3 separate regions of the Sus scrofa genome follow, and all the other regions are linked to region 2. The links are chromatin contacts, called in public HiChIP or PLAC-seq maps. All regions are on one chromosome and are shown on one strand. Each heading gives the region's core, a stretch centred on a gene start, on an enhancer-like site or on the middle of the called end of the contact. The rest is flanking DNA. Distances are from core to core; before and after follow the strand shown. Region 1 has its middle 80 kb from the start of SCEL. Region 2 overlaps MYCBP2 (E3 ubiquitin-protein ligase MYCBP2). Region 3 has its middle 55 kb from the start of SCEL.

Region 1 (4,018 bases), core at 691-3,190, 180 kb before region 2:
TTTTTTTAGGACCATGCCAGCAGCATATGGTGGTTCCCAGGCTAGGGGTCGAATCGGAGCTATAGCTGCCAGCCTACACCACAGCCACAGCAACTTGGGATCTGAACTGAGTCTGTGACCCACAGCTCATGGGAATGCTGGATTCTTAACCCACAGAGCGAGGCCAGGGATCAAACCTGCATCCCCGTGGATGCTAGTCAGATTCATTTCCACTGGGCCAGGGAACTCCCAGAAGTCTTATTTTAAATTTGATAATAGCCACTTCCCTCGAAGTCCTGTCCTCATGAATGTAACACTCAAAGAGTCAGGCAAATAGCATCGTGGCATGCAGAGATCAAATCCTGTGTTAGAACGTTCTCTCTACTGGCTTGAAAATAAGATCACAGAGGAAGAGTGAATCTTATTATGTCACTTGCTGTTCTGGTGTTTTTTTGTTTTTTTTTTCCCCTATCTATCATGTTCAATTTTGGAATATCCAACAAACATCCCAAAGGTATGCCCGGCTTCCGTAAAGTTAATATCTTCCTGCTTACAAAGATGTTCTTTTGTCCTTGGAAAGTAATCTAATAGAATTTCTCTGTATTATGAACAGCTCTGCCAAGGGTATATTTTTAGTTTCCTTTAGAGACTTCAGTATATATCTACACCAGAACCACCAAATTCTTAAGTAGATTTATGTGTGTTGGGGGTGGGGGAGTGGAGTGGGGGGGGTGATACTCTTTTCAAAAAGATACAAACTGTGTAAATGCTGCTGCCATACCTAATGTTATGCTGATCTAAGACATACCAGTTTATGGACAATTCACTTTGGAAAATAATTTCTATAATATATGGTTTTATCATCCTTTCAGCATTAGGGTAGCAATAGCACATGTGGCCTGAAGTGGACTCTCCAAGCCCTGAGAAAAGGTTTATTAGTGCAATAGGGTTGTTGAGGTGGGCCGTGTGTCTAAAGGCGTGTATATGGTCATCTTTTTGATGACCACAAGCACAAGAGAGGCTATTTTAAAACCACAACTGGGAAAGATAAAAACATGGATTGTGATCATTGTGGCTGTTGCCTGTCATTTTAGATATATTCTTGTGTTGGTTGTCACTAGCAACCAGAAAACCAAGCTAAGAAATTTTAATCCAATAAGTACTTTATCTCTCTGATCATATAATATGTTACACTGAAAAGTGGGCAAATTCAGCAGAAATCAATATTCTGAGATATGAGTTCTTTGGCTAGAACTTTAAAAAATCCCCAAAACAACCATCATCAATCATAAAGGTTAGGTTAATGGAGTCATAAAAAAATAACCTCCAGTGAGTTCATGAGCATCTTTCTACTCTGCAGCCTGTGGAACAGTGAGATTTCTTCTCTAGCCCTCATGAACAGAGGCAGAGATCAAATTAAACATCCAGTATTTGAATGAGAAATTGATCTGAGCTCTAGCAATGCTGATTAAAATCCTGAGGGCTTTGATTATTAAAATGGAAAGTGCTTTTAAGAAAGCAATACATTTTTTTTTTTTTTTTGAGCCACACCATGGAAGTTACCATGCCAGGGGTCAAATCAGAGCTATAGCCATCCCTAGGCCACGGCCACAGAAACGTGGGATTTAGCCGCATCTGCGACCCACACCACAGCTCATAGCAACACCAGACCCTTAACCCACCGAGGAGGCCAGGGATCGAACCAGCATCCTCATGGATCCTAGTTGGGTTTGTTAACCACTGAGCCATGAAGGGAACTCTGCAATAGAAAATCATAATAGCACAAAAATATTATACCTGAAGCTACTCTTAAATGAGCATTTATTATGCCAGGTTCTGTGCTAGATGTTAACATATCATAACTTCATACGTCTGCAGATGATCTTTTTCTTTAATATATGGGGAAACAGAAGCTCCAAGAGGTTAAGTAATATGCCTAAAGTTGCTGGAGGTCAGAAGTGACGAAGGAGCGTAAGGTTGGTTTTGTGCAATTTCAAAGGCCCTCCTCTTTCTGCTCTGCCACACTGGCTCTCTGAAAATGCAGAACGCTATTAGTTATTTGCAGTGCAGGTATACAGTGCTGTAGGTCAAGGAGGTAAGAAAACAGAGGACCCCCTGTGTTCCAGGCACTTTCCATACCTAAACTCCTCTAGAGCACACTGCAACCTTGTGGAGCAGGAACACTGACATTCAAACCCCTCAAGGTCATAATCAGGATGACAGCAATATTAGGTGACATAGCTAGTATTTGACACCAGGTTTTTCTGACTCAAAAGGATGTTCTTTCTGCTCTACCATCCTGCCTCCCACCAAGTGGAATCTTTAGATAATGTTGGTGTTTATGGATTGAACAAAACTCATCTTAGATGAGAATTTTTTTTTTTTTTTGCTCTTTTTAGGGCTGCACCTGTGGCATATGGAAGTCCCAGGTTAAGAGTCTAATCAGAGCCATAGCCACTGGCCTACGCCATAGCCACAACTACGCTAGATCCAAGCCACATCTGCGACCTACACCACAGCTCATAGAAATGCTGGATCCTTAACCTGCTGAGTGAGGCCAGCGATTGAACCCACATTCTCATGGATACTAGCAGCTTCATTACCACTGAACCACAAAGGGAACTCTTGAGAAGTTTTTAAACTGAATATAGTTATGTTTCAGAAGATAATACTTGACCATAGCCAAAGCCATATATATCACAATAGCTATATGACAAGATTCTCCTATATTTTCTAGTTTTCTTTTCTTTTTTTTTATTTTCTAGTTTTCATGAGAACCCACAAATCTCATTTAAAATATTTATTTTTTTCTTATTCTACTTGCATGGAGAAAAAGAAAGAAAAGGAGCAAAAGAATTTTATACTCAAATAGCATAGGAATTAAATGCTATTGCTCATGTGTAACCTTTTAAAATTTTGATTGGGTTTTATGAAAGTGACTTAAGAAAAAAAAAGCTAAGTAAAATATCCAAATTCAAATGGAAATTAACAGCAAAAATGTATTGATCAAAGGGCCATTTCCAATAGACTAAATCGTAACTTATATTCTTACAAATGTGAGAGGCATTTGCAAATTTCAACATGTGAAACTGAAGCAAGGGCAGGTTGCCCTCTCTTCCAGAGGTGTTCTCCTAGAGCCCCTACTAAAACCAAACCCAGGAGTTCCCATCATAGCTCAGCAGTAATGAACGTGACTAGGATCCATGAGGATGTGGGTTTGATCCCTGACCTTGCTCAGTGGATTTAGGATCTGGTGTTGCTGTGAGCTGTAGTGTAGGTCACAGACAGGCTTAGATCTGGTGTTGCTGTCCCTGGGGTGTAGGCCAGTGGCTATAGCTCCCATTTGACCCCTAGCCTGGGAACCTCCGTATGCCGCAGGTGTGGCCCTAACGTCTTTACATAGGTTTGCATGTTGTCGCGAACCAGCGAAGGTAATGGTGGTGAAAAATCGAGAAAAGGTTCTTATCATCCTTGCTGAATGGCAGAGAGAAAAACCAGAAGCATAGAAAAGTGGCAGACACTACCTTTATTTTGAACGAAGTTAAGATGGTGCTAATATTTTCAAGTCCAGGAGTTCCCGTTGTGGGGCAGTGGAAACGAATCCTAATAGGAACCATGAGGTGGCAGGTTTGATCCCTGCCCTTGCTCAGTTCGTTAAGGATTCAGCATTGCCGTGAGCTGTGGTGTAGGTTGCAGACATGGCTTGGATCTGTCATTGCTGTGGCTGTGGCGTAGGCTGGCAGCTATAGCTCCGATGGGACCCCTATTTGGGAATCTCCATATGCTGCGGGTGCAGCCCTAAAAAGACCAAAAAAAAAAAAAAAAAAATTTCAAGTTCAAAATGCTGTTACAAATAATACCTGCCTCCCAGCATTCTTTGTACTCAGGCAAAATGACAGTGTCAGCAAAATGACATGACAAGGTGTTTTCTACAAAGTTCTGATAACACTGTGGGGCCCTCGCCCCTCTCAGACCCTTTGTCCTCACAGCAGGCATCCCCAGTCCATTCAGCTGCTTTCCCATTTAACTGTGGCTATTA
Region 2 (4,437 bases), core at 520-3,019:
TATGAGACTGCAGGACTTTAGAGTACTTTCGATACAAGGATTTCATTCTCTCTGTGGGTGAGCCCCTCTGTACTGTAGTAACCACTCAGCTTAGGTTCAACATTTCAACATTAGGAAGGAAAGTAAAGGCTCAGAGACACCTTCACACAGGTATACAGATTTTGAATAATAAACTGTAGTTAATTTGAAAGATACTACACAGTCAAGAAAAACTGTTTTAAAACATAGGCTCTTTGAAAACATCAGGACAAAAAATAAAATTTGGGGCATTTAAGAAAAATTTTTTTAGCATGATTAACAGAATCAAAAGATGCAGAGTGAAAAGGAGATCTTTCAAAGAAAAGTAAGAGAAAATCAAATAGCTCAAGAGATTAATACTGAGTTTTCCATCAGATACTGACCTGCCAGGAAATGGCATAGTGATGAACATGGATAGTGGAGCCAAACTGCCTGGGTTCAAACACTCGCCATGAAAAATACTCATTGTGTGATGCTGGGGAAGTTATGTAACCTCTCTGTGCCTCGGTTTTGTCATCTACGACGTGGTGTCTACGACGTGGTGATAATATCTACCTCATAGGATAGTAGTAAGGATTCAGAGAATTAATAAATGCGCACGTGCTCAGAAATGAAAGCTCTAGTTATATGTATCAGGCGCAAATAAGAAAGTGTGTAGGTGCAAATGAATTTCTTAGTTTTCAGGGAACTTTTCAGTTTATTAAGAAATACTTTATATCCAAGGAAATGAAACTTCTGGACAGTGAGATCAGAGAGGAAGAAGCGATGGGACGCCTTTATGCCAAGGCAGTTAGAATCCTGGGGGTGGGGTCGGGGCAGGGCTGGGAGTGAAACCTTCAGGTCTTTGGCAGTGTTTGAAGGACACAAAGGAAGATATGAGGCCTTTAGTGTTTGAGGTGATGGGCGTATGAGGGCAGGTAAGAAATGTCGACTTTTTCTTTTCCTTTTGACCATTTCTGCACCTCTGCTCTAGATGCTCTTCCTGTCACTTCCTTTCTTTTCTTTGTTATTCATCTCTTGCTCCTCCCGAATGTATGGCTGTCACTTTGCTTTTTCTTGCTGGAGGTTTTTTCTCTCTTGCTCCTTTTTTCTCTCACATAATTAAGACATTTTTTGTTTGTTGAAGTGTCATTTTGGTAGAGTTTTTTCCCTATTTAACAGTCACACTTAATAATTTATTTTACTATTTATAAAGGCAGTACATATTCATTGTAGGTAATTTGGAAACTGCAGAATATTTCTGTAAAGAGGAAATGAAAATTACAGACATCATTTCTAAAATCCTATTAACCAAAAAATACCCACTATAAGCATTTTTACATACACACATTAAAAATAATGTATTTCTGCCCAAACGAACCCGTACTGTATATGCAATACTGTATTTTTTTCTTATGCCCTTCCTTCCTGATACTGAGGGAACAGGATGTGTATAGTATGTTCTAAGTAACTGTGAGATAGGCTTCAAAGCACAGAATGCAATTTCAAAGTTCCTACACAGAGTAAAATGCTCTCAGCCAAACCTCAGAAAAAAGGTTTAATTCATAATGTTTTGTTCCTCTGCTTAATAATTCAAAGCTAAATATGATTGGTAAATTTTCAGTTGATTTTTATTTTATTTGTATATTGAATACATATTACTATTCTGGAAATGAATTATTTTCCCCCTTACTAAAAAAAAAGCTACACTGAACAAAGATACAGATGGTAAATGAGAATTCACAGTGGTTAATGTAGACAGATGAGTAATTCCTTGTCCTGCTCATTATGACTAATGTTTTATTGGTATTTTTCACTAAGAGCATCTAATGCTCTGGTCCTAGGCAGCCCACTTGGGTTTCCTGTTACCGTACATTTGTTATTACACCTTAAACTTATTAGAGAGACAACGCAGGACTCTCTTCAATAAGTAGCCTTACGGTTTTTGGCGAGGTTCAATATTTTATTCCTATGGGAATCTGCTTATATGAAGAAACCCTGGCCAAAAAATATTGTCATCTGTGAAGAATCTTCTTTGAATTATGGAAAGTCGTGCTTGGTAGCGGTAAAGTAAGCAATCTTAAAGACTGATAGGGTAGAGTAGTCTCCTGCTGGCCCGAGAATAGAGTCCCCACCTTTTGTACTTAGGAGATTTTTCCCGTAAGGACATAGGCAGCTGGAAATCTTGGACAGCATATTTTTATTTTCTGGTCTATTCCAGGAAAATAAACTGTATGAAATGGAAAGCTTTCATTTCCATTTAAAAGAAACTCTGTACAAGCACTTCTCTAATCTTAGCTAAGATCAGGTGTCCTAGGATTTTAGTTAACTATGCTAAAGACAGTGCCACTAGTTATTTTGACTTCTCAGTCCTATCTCTGTTCTTGAGAAGTCTTGCTGCTGATGATCAGAACTACAACTGGTTTGCCTTGTAGCTGATTTAACCTTTGTCTGGACAACACATTTATGAGTGCAGTGGTTTTTCAGTGCATAACAGAGAGAGTAGATTGATATTTGTTGTCAGCCTATCATGTGCATGCACTGGATTAGTCATGAGCGATATTAAGCTAGGTAAGATGTACTCCATGTCCACAAGGAGATCTCAGTTTAGTTGAGAAAATGGAAACAAAAATAGCTTCACTATAACATGATAAATTCTGTAACAGTGATCTGGAGTGAATAAGCATAAGACTCATTTACCCTGTTAGATTATAAACTCTTAGAGGACAGGGTCTAGTATAATATATCTGATATCTCCTATAGCAAGTTGCACAAAATACGTTCTTAAATATTTATGTAATATATGAATTAATGTAAAATCTCAGCAGAGAGAATGTCTTAGAGTGTTATGTCCAATAGAATAAATGCTTTGATGGATTTCTGTTAATTAAACTTGTTTTAACTTTTTCTGTTACTTACTTCTCTAAATAATTTAACACTTTCTGCAAAGGTCTTATACATCTGCTTCTAAAATGCTGGCATTGATTGAGAAATGGAATTTCATTGTCTATTGATCTTTCAGGGCTATGAAAGTATCTCCTTACACCATTTTATCACATTTACTCTCTCAATCTTTAGTTACAGATTTATCTGTCTTTTGCTAGATACTAGGTTGTATTTTTCTTGGTCCTGGTAAGGAATGATAAGATAATACAAGTGAAAATGTCATGATTTTTTTAGCTAGGCAGTTTTTCATTCTTTTTGTGATAAAACCTACAAGAATAAGAGACACCATCTCTAAACAATAATACGGTGATTGTACCATCATAGGAAAGGCTAAGATGAAGTTTCTTTTTTTCTTGGTCATAAGTAATGATTAACATAACTTAATGAAACAGTGTTGATTTAAACTTGAGTACAGCCAAATGAACTTTGTAAATTCATACAGTTTATTTTTTCAGATGAATGCAATCTTGTTCTTGAGTCATTGTTAAGCAGTTTTCACAGTGTTTTATTATGGCTTCTTATACTAAAACTCTGTTTTAAACAATGCCTCTACTTTTTAACCTTCTAGGTAACCAGATGGTTTCCTAAATCTTGCAGTTAAACACACTGGGTTTTATTCTTTTTTATGTCATGATTTTTGTTTTTGCCTTTTAAATATTGTAGTGTTAATCATGTGCTGTGAAAGTAAGCTGCACTGATCATGCTGTCTGGGAAGTGTTATTAGCTCACATGCTGTAAAGTGTAATTTTTTTTTTCATCTTAAATAGATCATTGAGGTTGGACTTTGTGAAGTTTTTGAATTGATCAAGGAGACGCGGTTTTCTCATCCATCCCTGTGCCTGAGGAGTCTCCATGCCCTGCTTAACGTGCTTCAGGGTCAGCAGCCAGAAGGCCTCCAGTCAGAGCCGCCCGAGGTTCTCGGTAAGAGCTTTGGCCCATAGAATGAAGCCTTTAAATGTAAAGAGCTTTTCTGGAGAAGTACATATGGCAGCTTATGGTACTGAAACAGCAGGGATATAAGATCCTAAGTTATTTTGCTGTGTTCCCCAGGAGTTATGATTGAATAGTTAGAGTTCATGCATAGACATTTCCTGATTGTTGTGATGGTGGGGGAAAGCAAAACATAAATCTTTGGAACCCAGAAATAATCCCCAAGCTTTATAGTCACTGTGAACTTAAATTTTTTGTACTGAACCTTTGGCCAAACTAGCTGGCAATGACTTTCTCTAACTTTACATGTTACTTTGGAGGGTTAAAAAAAGCAGGAAAAAAAAGAAGCAAATGCCACCAACCCCAAACAACAAAATTAGTTTCCAAACGGAGAGGACATTTCTTTTGTATTCAGGCTAAATAAAAATCTAGTTTTCTTAAAGATAAAGCTTCCTCATTAGTGCAGCTTCCATTAAGTAAAAATGTTTGCTTTTCGCAAAGTGTGTTTGAATTTCATAAATGCCTGCTTTTCCTGCCAGTGACCTAGGCTCAGCACATAGTCCT
Region 3 (4,006 bases), core at 766-3,265, 200 kb before region 2:
AGAGCTCTGAAGAGCACCTTGGCTTCTGCCTCTTTTCTAAGACAGGTCTTCCAGGCCCCAAAGATATGCAAGCCTCAGACATCCTTCCAGTGAATATCCTGCTGAGGTTAAATTAGGCAGAATCATTTTCTATTGCTTGCAAACAAGAATAGACTCAGACACCGTGTAGTTTTGGCTCTCACATCTGAGTTGCCTTTGGCCGCGGCTTTTACATCTGCGCCTTTGGCTACAAGCCCAATCATAATCCAATCCCCCAAGGCCCGGGTGGCAAGGCCACAGCACTGAAAGCATGGCAGCTTCTGTCAAAGGAGCCACCTGTGGCCTCTGTGCTCAGGAGGGAGCTGGGAGAATTGAGTCAGTGATCGGAGACTGAAGATATGTGAGAGAGAAGAGACAAGGATGGAACCAGGAAACAGGAGTGAGGTAGAGGGATGGGTCTTGGAAAACCAGAGGAGTCTCCTTAGGCTCCTCCCCAACTATGAAGGTAGGTGTGTCTGTTCAGTGGTAGGAACTTGAAGGTGTTATCGTAAGTGGAATTGCTTCCTCTGCGAGGTCACAGCCAGGGTAATCTGCTGACAGTGAACGTAGGGAGCTGCAGGGAAGATTGGAAGAGCAGGATGAAGACTTGGGAAAACCTTAAGAAATAAGAAAGAGGAGGGTGCTTCCTGGGAACAGGCAAAAGATTGCCGAGCTGCATGGAGGCAACTGTTTCTGTTTGCATTTGCTAATAGCAATTACCCACTTCATAGAGGAGTTTTCAACAAAGACCCCGACAAAGGAACACATAAGCCTTCTCTGAGACATTTTTAGTGCAAAACCAGGGACTTGGCAAAATCTAGCACATTTCACAAAACAGAAGACCTTTAACCTAGCTTCTCAATTTCGCAATTTTGCAGCTTTGGGACTTTTCAGAGTGACCTCTTTTGCTGACCCAGAAGGCAAAACTTACTGGGCTAAAAAAGAAAGTTTGAAAGAAGAGAGATTTTTTTTTCTTAAGGAATCTGGATTCTGTCTGATTCTGTTCATTTTGAGATTAAGAAATGGGTCCACTTTGCACACAAGAGTATAAAAAAAAATTTAGACAAAAGACTTTTTGGGGTCCTTACAGAAGCAGTAATCAGTAATATTATTCATGTTGACAAATTTATTCAAAGTGATCTTTATCATCATTGGTGAAAACTGTAGCTATCAAGACAATCTTTGCTGAAATTCAAACAGACAATGAAAGCTAATCTTTAAGGTCTCCGAAAAGTGACATTGCTTGGGTGTGGTTATGTTTGATGATTCAGCAGCCCGAATTAAATCTTAAAATGCCCTGCCTGCTGGTTCTGGTAAGCAACCGAATGGATCCATAAATTGTAGACTTTGAGTTAGATTGCTAGTTAGATTCATAAAGTAAAGATAAGCTTCCGACATGCCATAAGAAAATGAACTATTGCATTGGTTGGCATGTCCTGAAAGAAGACAGTGTCTGGATGAAATTCAACATGCTATTTTAGCTTTTGTCCCATTTTGAATAAAAACTGTTGGCTGAAAAACTACCTATTTAAATTATTGAAAGCCCATGATTACAAGTAAGCATCCTGGCTGATAATTAGAGAGACCGTAGAAATCATTTAAAGTAGAACTTGGATAGGATTCCAGAAGTGGTTTTCCCTTAAATTGAGTGGCACAGACAAAAGCAGTTTGTTCCTCAAAGAATGACTATTCTTAAACTATTGCCTTTGCTGATGGAGGCTGCACAGACATGGGTTAATTGACGTAACATGTCAGAGGTCTGGGGTTTTCTAAGTGTCGCAAAGAGAAGGCGAAATAGAGATTCAAATTTATCATTATTCTTTTGTTCTTTTCAAACAGGAAAGCACTGCAGTTTCAAGGACAACTCTCAGCATGCAGGGGTTTTTTTTGTGAGACATGGTAAAGAAACAAAAAGACAAATTCTCTTAAGATTCCAAACAGCCACTAGGGGACAGTCAAAACACTGGGTAATGGAGCAAGGCGAGTCCCTGGCTCAGAATCTTCAAATAAAAGCTGTTTTGCAGGATTTTAAAAGCATTTGATTGTTTAGCAGGGGAGTGGGGGAGAGAACGGGTATCTTCTTGATCGCATTAAAATGAACATTAATGGGAAAGAACAGTTAGACTATCACACCAGCCTGCAAGGATTTGTACTGGCACACATTCCCACGGCAGTGAGATGGCAGCTCAAAGTCTGCCCGTGCCTTAGGGACAACAGTTGTAGGACACTGACTCAGCACATAGGATGTCGTGAGGTCAGTCCCCGATATCCTCTGAATTAACGGTGCTTGCAAAACAACAAAAGATCAAGGCTAACAGACCAAAACACTAATCACTGGCATCGACCTTATGGGACATGCATAGGCAGCTGGACTGAAAGATCATTTGCTGTCTACATGTGTTTTTAATGTAAGTAATGTCTTTTTAGAGACCGAAGTCAGAATTATTACTCTAAAAAAATTCCCATAGCTCCATTTAACCCACGCTATTTGTGGGAGGTGAGGGAGAAATGACTCAGAAAATTGCTAAAATGCTTGTGAAAATGCAGATGAAATGGTGACAGACACTGAAGCACTCAGCTCTTATGCTTTAAAAAATCTTTCCCAAAAGAGAATCGGGCTAGGAGTGGGGAGGGCAGGAACAGGAACTAATTTGAAGCATGATGTAGAGTCCTAGACTTTACAGATAAAGAGGATTTGAAGGTCCTCAGCAAATAATATTTTCCATTATTTCCTGCCTATAATTTTTCTCTTAGCCATTTTAAAATTGGAAAAAAAAAACCCCCAAAACTGTATACCATGAAATCACATCCAAGAGGCTTTTTCCAAGTCAACCACTGTTCAATTGACCATGGAAATGTGGCCATAAATATAGTTTGCAAATGTTAAAGGAACTAAAGAATCTTTGGGGACTCTAGGCAATAATGTAATGAATAAGGACAGAATATCTAATTTCCTAAAGCAGAGCTCAGCCAGCCAGTGTTGGGACTTCCCTGAATGGCACCCTGGCTCCTTGGAGGAAAAAGTTTTAGGGACTTTGAGCTGAATCAATGGGAAATAACCACATTCTTGGTCCTTCAGAGCGAGATGACTAATCCTAACTTGTTGACAGTAAAAAGGAGTAAGTGTGATACTTAGGTCTGAGACAGTTTCTCCAACCATCTGTCTAAAACATTGCTGCCATTCATACACGAAACATATCTATGTACTCATATTTTTGTTGGGAAATACATACTTTTCATATGAATGCATAGAAAAGCAAAGCATTTGGTCTAATGGAAGCCATCTCACCATGGGTTTTATTTATTTATCTATCTATTTATTTATTTTTGTCTTTTTAGGGTCACACCTGCGGCACATGGAGGTTCTCAGGCTAGGGGTTGAATCAGAGCTGCAGCTGCTGGCCTATACCACAGCCACAGCAACACCAGATCTGAGCCATGTCTGGGACCTACATCACAGCTCACGGCAACGCCAGATCCTTAACCCACTGAGCGAGGCTAGGGGTTGAACCCGCATTCTCATGGATGCTAGTCAGATTTGTTTCCCCTGAGCCATGGTGGGAACTCCACTATGGGTCTTCTTATTATATTTTATTCTAATCTCCTCTCTAATAATCTATGCAACTTTGGGTTTGCCTTTCCTTTTCCTTCACAGAGCAGACTTGCGTGGCAGCAGTAGAATCAGACATGCCTCAAATATCTGGCTACTCATTCTTCTTACTGTAAGAGACAGGGGAATCTGAAGTACTGATTCATAAATTTCCTGATGAGGGCTTCAGTTACTGCATGGGTTCTCAGTACTCGAGAGGCTCCATATATCTGGTTCTATTGCAGGCAAAGAACCCAGCCTACACAGTGTAAATTTCAGGACAGGCTATAAAATAAATTAGTTACATGGAAAGGTAAAAGTTCAGATCCTAAAGTGCCTACAAGTTTGAGATTTGGGGTGCCCAGTTAAAACATGCATTGTTATAGATTCTAGAGATTC

The links. HiChIP or PLAC-seq counts read pairs in DNA pulled down with a chosen protein or histone mark.
Region 1: an H3K27ac HiChIP or PLAC-seq map of alveolar macrophages shows a contact between it and region 2. The contact joins two enhancer-like sites. A contact is called at or near these places in 1 of 47 Hi-C or Micro-C datasets (liver) and 1 of 2 datasets of contacts at active chromatin or transcription factors (alveolar macrophages).
Region 3: an H3K27ac HiChIP or PLAC-seq map of alveolar macrophages shows a contact between it and region 2. The contact joins two enhancer-like sites. A contact is called at or near these places in 1 of 47 Hi-C or Micro-C datasets (liver) and 1 of 2 datasets of contacts at active chromatin or transcription factors (alveolar macrophages).

The regions. Positions count from the first base shown.
Region 1 is chr11:49,569,648-49,573,665 of Sscrofa11.1, reverse strand. No RefSeq gene overlaps it. Among named protein-coding and RNA genes, the nearest start is that of SCEL, 80 kb to the left of the region's middle. Within about 2 kb of position 1,940, at least 1 of the 83 cell types and tissues checked has an H3K27ac peak or open chromatin away from gene starts, as enhancers often do. A contact at or near this core is called in alveolar macrophages, where this site is marked.
Region 2 is chr11:49,390,218-49,394,654 of Sscrofa11.1, reverse strand. MYCBP2 (E3 ubiquitin-protein ligase MYCBP2) reads left to right here. Exons shown (of 85, transcript XM_021065752.1): 4 at 3,711-3,864. Among named protein-coding and RNA genes, the nearest start is that of MYCBP2, 40 kb to the left of the region's middle. Within about 2 kb of position 1,769, at least 4 of the 83 cell types and tissues checked have an H3K27ac peak or open chromatin away from gene starts, as enhancers often do. A contact at or near this core is called in alveolar macrophages, where this site is marked.
Region 3 is chr11:49,594,925-49,598,930 of Sscrofa11.1, reverse strand. No RefSeq gene overlaps it. Among named protein-coding and RNA genes, the nearest start is that of SCEL, 55 kb to the left of the region's middle. Within about 2 kb of position 2,015, at least 14 of the 83 cell types and tissues checked have an H3K27ac peak or open chromatin away from gene starts, as enhancers often do. A contact at or near this core is called in alveolar macrophages, where this site is marked.